2 separate regions of the Sus scrofa genome follow, and region 2 is linked to region 1. A link is a contact called in public Hi-C data. All regions are on one chromosome and are shown on one strand. The core of a region is the stretch at or near the end of the contact, and the rest is flanking DNA. Distances in the headings are between cores, read along the strand shown. Region 1 holds the start of KDM1A (lysine demethylase 1A). Region 2 overlaps LUZP1 (leucine zipper protein 1).

Evidence for each region. A called contact is a pair of places that touch in the nucleus more often than the background predicts.
Region 2: a contact with region 1 is called in a Hi-C map of embryonic fibroblasts, with 2.1 times the contacts expected there. The contact joins the enhancer-like site here to the promoter of KDM1A in region 1. A contact is called at or near these places in 5 of 47 Hi-C or Micro-C datasets (embryonic fibroblasts, fetal heart ventricle, fetal skeletal muscle and 2 more) and 1 of 2 datasets of contacts at active chromatin or transcription factors (alveolar macrophages).

The regions. Positions count from the first base shown.
Region 1 is chr6:80,902,151-80,904,850 of Sscrofa11.1, reverse strand. It overlaps KDM1A (lysine demethylase 1A), which reads right to left and starts at 1,355. Exons shown (of 22, transcript NM_001112687.1): 1 at 943-1,355. The coding sequence starts at 1,296.
Region 2 is chr6:80,971,846-80,974,545 of Sscrofa11.1, reverse strand. LUZP1 (leucine zipper protein 1) reads left to right here. Exons shown (of 4, transcript XM_021095506.1): 4 at 1-1,283. It also overlaps a transcript of KDM1A not described here. Among named protein-coding and RNA genes, the nearest start is that of KDM1A, 70 kb to the right of the region's middle. Within about 2 kb of position 1,400, at least 6 of the 83 cell types and tissues checked have an H3K27ac peak or open chromatin away from gene starts, as enhancers often do. A contact at or near this core is called in embryonic fibroblasts and fetal skeletal muscle, where this site is marked.

The sequences.
Region 1 (2,700 bases), core at 106-2,605:
TGCTTATTGCTGGTGTCCCATGTGGTCCTTTGTTTCAGAGGCTGATGATACCTTATCACATTGTAAGTGTAGGGCTTACATTCCAGTTCCACCACTTACCCAGCTTTGTGACTCTGGGCAAGTTGCTTAAACTGTGTGCCTCAGTTTACTCATTCCTCAAGTGGGGCTAGCAATACCTGCCAATTGGTGTTTAGCCAAAATACAATGTTGGTGACGCTCTGAACACAGCACCTGGCACCCAGAGATGTGAGGCAAGCTATCGCCTGTACATATCGTCATGTGACAAATCTTTTTCTTCCTGTATATCTACACCTTGACTAATTGATATTTGCCCTCTTCATCAGCTTCCTCCTTTGTAAAAATCTACGTCAAAAGAACGTTGACAGGATAAAAAGAAAAAGAGGAAAACTCTCCAGCATACAGAAAGGGCTCGAAAAAAAAAACCAAAAAACTTCCTTTTTTTCTGTCTTCAAGGCTAAGGCAATTTCTTTAGCATCATCCTACAGCCCCAACACGCTCCCAGCTGAAACACAAAAATACTGCCGAGCGGCTTCCAGATACATCTGTGAACAAGTGATATACGTCTTCAACAAGGCCCACCACAACTCCACGTCAGGGAGCCATTTTTTCCCAACCAAGAAAAGGAAAAGGTGTACGAGATGCAACGAGTAAAACAGCTCTCCCCGCCATCCCCCTTTCTCCCTGGACGGCCGGGTCCCAGCACAAAGACGCATTCACCGCTGGCAAAGACCTTCCCCTCTCTCACCCCACCCACCCGACTAGTGGGGGGGTGGGTGGAGATCCGTGACTGGGGAGGTCGAGGTGGGCGTGGGGCTCAAGGCCCAAGACCCCGGCAAGCGAGGGTGAGTGGTTATGGGGCTGGACAAGCTCGAGGAAGCTAGGTACTGGGATTTGTGGTTCAAGGGAGGGGTCGCGCCTCACCTTCGCCCGCTTGCGCCGGCTGGTCCGTCGCCCCTCCGGAGTCTCTGCGATTCCCGTTTCCATGGGGGTCGCAGATCCAGGCACGACGGTAGGCCCGGCTTGAGGCCCGGCGGACCCCGGCGGCTCGGCCAGGCCCCCGGGGGGAGAGGCTCGCGGGGGCTCCTTCTTGCGGGGAGTGCGCTCCCCAGCTGCCCCCGGCCCGGCCTCGGCGGGGCCGGACAGGCCCGCGGGCGGCGCAGTCACCTCCGAGCCGTTCTCCGCGCCGCCCGCTGCCGAGGCACCGGCCTCCGACCCGGCCGCTGCCGCCGCCGCCGCCGCCGCTGCGGCGGCTGCTGCTTTCTTCCCAGACAACATCTCGGGCCGCCTGGCCGCCGACGGCCGTAGGGGCCGCTCGGTCTGTCGGTCCGTGGGTCCGAAGCCGCCTTGCCTCACTTCACACAGTCTGCGCGCTACCAACCGCCGCCGTGAACGCACACGCGCGGAGCGCGCTCCCGCCGCGCCGGGACAATAAGGCCAGAGACGCCCACGGCCCCGCCCTCCCCGCTGCCATAGAGCGGCGTCCTCCAGGCTAGAGCGGCGCCATGGCAAACAGCGCGATGCTTTCCTAGAGCGTCTCCTTAGCCTTTGGGATCGGTCCCAACACCGTCCCTACCCTAGGGTTTCTGGGCCGGATTGCACCTCCGAGGGCGACCATTTCCTCCAGGGACTTGCGTGCTCCCTCATTCATTCATTCATTCATTCATTCATTCTCATTCACCTACTTGTCAACTCAACCAATATTTATTAAGCTTTACTGACTGACAAGTTCTGGCTTTCAAATAGTTTACAGTTTAGTGAGGGAAAACACTGACATGTAACTGGTAGATCTTATTTACTATTCATAATTGTCCTACTTGAACTGGGGGAATCTTGGAGAGCAACTGAGTTTCGTGGTAATAAAATGGAAAATAAAATAGGAAACGCAATATGCGTCCAGAAGGGATTGCCCTTGCTTCCAGAGCTTTGTTTATGCTCTTCATTTTGTCTGGACCCTCTCCCTCCTTCACACTCCCTCACTCGCACCCTTTTCCACTCCTACGCTCCCCATCCCCACAACATGACATCTTTCCACTCCAGGTTAATTCTTTCTAATGTCGCTGATGGTGGTGGTGGTTTATTCTTTTAATTCCTCAAGGAATACTTCACTGACTTGGAACAGACTGCGTTCAAGTTTATTCCCACTGGGACATGGAGCGGTAATTGCTTTTTCACAAGTCTGTGTCTTCAAAGCGTAATTTTCAAACAATGGAAGTTTGAGAACTGGTGAAATTAATCTCTAGTGATAGACTCCAATCAGTGGTTGCCTGGGATGAGGGTGGAGGTTGACTTCAAAAGAGCTGGAGAGAACAGGCTGAGAGTGATTGAAATGTTTCCTATCGTGATTGGGGTGTGAGTGTATTAGTCAAAACTCATTTTAACTATACACATAAAATAGGTATATTTTATGTCAACTGTACTTCGATGAAGTTGAATTATTATTATTATTTTTTTAATTTTAGCCACCCTAGGCATATGGAGTTCCTGGGCCAGGGATCAGGGCTCAGTTCCCAGCAGCTGTTTCAACCTATGCCACAGCTACAGCAGCACTGGATCCTTTAACCCACTGTGCCGGGTCAAGGGTCCAACCTGTGTCCTGGTGCTGCAGAGATGCCCCGATTCCCTTGCACCACAGTGGGAACTCCTTGAATTATTATTTTTTAAACTAAGCAAACAGAAAAA
Region 2 (2,700 bases), core at 151-2,650, 70 kb before region 1:
CAAAGTTGGAAGGCTCGTTTCTGAAAAGCAACCTAGGTGTGTCCGTTGGGACCCAGGCCTCACCATCAGGAGTCCTGGAGGAAACTTCCAAATGGGAGACATGGTAGTTGAATAGTTGTCTGATCAAGCCAAATAATTCTCACTGTCCCAGCCAACAAACCCACTTTTATGATCAGCCTCTTCTGCAGCTGGGCTTAACTCTGAATTTCACCGGCAGGTGTATGGTTGAGGGAGGGTTCCTAATAAGGCTGGAGACTGGCATTCCAGAGCTGCTTGGTTGGAGGAAGTAATAAAGTTGGCTAAATGCTAGGAGCTGGTCTCCACATGTTGCCGCCTGTCTATCACCACTCTGATACTAGAAGCAACCAGAAAAAGCTGCAGGGATGGTGGACAAAGAAACTATGGCTGTTTTTGCTTTTGTGTGGCAACAAAGCAGTTATAGGGTGCGTTAAAGGGATTGCAGTGGGGCCAAGGACTCAACCTCAGCCACAGGCAAACTTGCACATAACTCATCCCCCTCTCATGGGGTATGGGAGGGCCTGTATTGATCTTGGACTTGTCATCCTGGGGCAGTTTTAGTTCTTTATGTTTAGTGGGTTAGTGTCAAGTGCTACCACTTCCCAGTAAAGGAAAAGGGACTTGGTCTCTGGGTCCCCAGCCGCCTTCATTGGTGGGGGTTTTTTTTGTTTGTTTTTTTGATATTGTTACTCTGACAAAACTGCTTTGGAAGAGCTGCTTTTAGGGATTACCTTTCAAATACCCCAGGGTGGGGAATAGGGTTCTCCTCAAAGCCTCACAACCAAGATCATAGGAAAGGGGCCCTACCTTCCTGCTGCTTCACAGCTCAGAACATGTACTGAATGGAATGTATTTTTAAGAGAATAAAGTCTATTTTTTTTTTTTTTTGTATTTTAAAGATTGGGAGGGCTAGGGAAGTAGTCCTCAAATAAACTGTTGTTATTACATTATAGGCGTCCTTGCTAGGGGACATCAGTATCTGTTGGTCCACACCTACTTGCTCAGGCAGGTGCTCTGGTCTCACCCTGCCCCTTGGAGTCTAGGTGCAGCAGCTTCTCCTACATTCCTGCTCCAAGCATGGGACCAACGAGGCCAGACCTTGTCGCTGGAAACCAGGGTGAAGCCATGAGCAGTGACTCAGGGCTCCTTGGGTGCATGTGTATAGTTGAAGCTGCCTGTCTGCATGTATCCTCTGGCTCTAATGCTGTCTGTTGGCTCTGCAGCACAATATGTAACCAATAAAGCTCCCTAGTTTCCATGTGTGAGTGTGAGTCAGTGATGCTGTTTTTGTTGATGTCATTTCTCTGTACAACTGTTGCTATGCACTGGTGCAGGGAGTACTACTATTTCACTGTATGTTATTGAAAATACTGATGCCATAAAGACTGGAAACATAGCTGAGGCTTGGGAAACGACATTCCTTGGACTGTATAACTGGAGTTAGAATCATCTATATAGCAGCTGTTTCACTGCTACATTTTATTTTTAGAATTATCCTCACACAAAAAACCAATCATCTCCATCGCTCAAGCTGCCTATATGCCATTTATTTAAAAAACAAAAACTCTTTACCACTGGGCTCAGATTAATCCTCCTGAGGTAACAATATTAATGGTAAAGCTAGGATTTGCCAAATACTAGCTTTACTACCTCTCCAAAGCCACTAAACTTTTCACTACATGCTAATCTCATCTTTATATCAGTTATACCACTTGCTCTGATTCTGATTTTTCCCATGGCTGTCCCTCATCCCCAGGCTAGGAAAAAAGCCCTGTCCATCTTCATTTTCCAGTCAGACTACCAATGTAATGCTCTTTAAATCTTAGTAAGAATAAAACCTGATTTAAACTAATGTTAGGTAAGAATAGACTCACAGGAGTAAAATCCACTTTCCAGAAGCAGATTATGTATATTCACTTACAGTAACACAATGTTAGAAGCCTCTGGAAGGAAGAGGCACTGGTCCCTCCTTATTGTAAAAATTGTTTTAACCTTACGTGGCAACGAAAGGACTGCAGGATTTTGAGATGGGAAGGATGATCTGGATGGGCCTGAAGTGAAATCATAAGTGACCTTATAAAAGGGAGACAAAAGATCTGACTACAGAACAAGAGAAGATGATGGTGGAAGCAGAGACTATGGAGTAATGTGCTTTTAAGATGGAGGAAAACATCTGGGACCACAAGCCAAGGCACTAGAAGCTGAAGAAGGAAATGGAATCTTCCCTCAGTTTGCTACTGTAACTTGTTATATAGCAGCAGTGGGGAATTAATATACCATCTAGGCTCCTTAAACTTTTATACCAATACTTTGGACGGAAGTGGGAAGTTAGCAATATACCCATGGAGGGAATCTGGAGGAATAGAGCCAGAATGGTCTGCCAGAGGCCCACCCAAACTTTGTGTCAAGTCTTGTGTTTTACCTTGACAATTCCTAATATCCATATACTTGACCTTCAGCTTTATACCCTTGGCACAGGGTCGCCCCACAGACCACGAATCCCTTTGCTTCCATGGGAACCACCCTCAACCCTGACCCAACCAAAGCATTTTTCTCCTTTATGTAAATAAACATCCTCCTTATTTAAACATGGATAAACTGGCATTTTCAAAGGTGTTAACTAACCCTAAGGGGAAACGAAAAAGATAGGACTAATTTTCTAAGAAGTTTTATTCTCAAAAT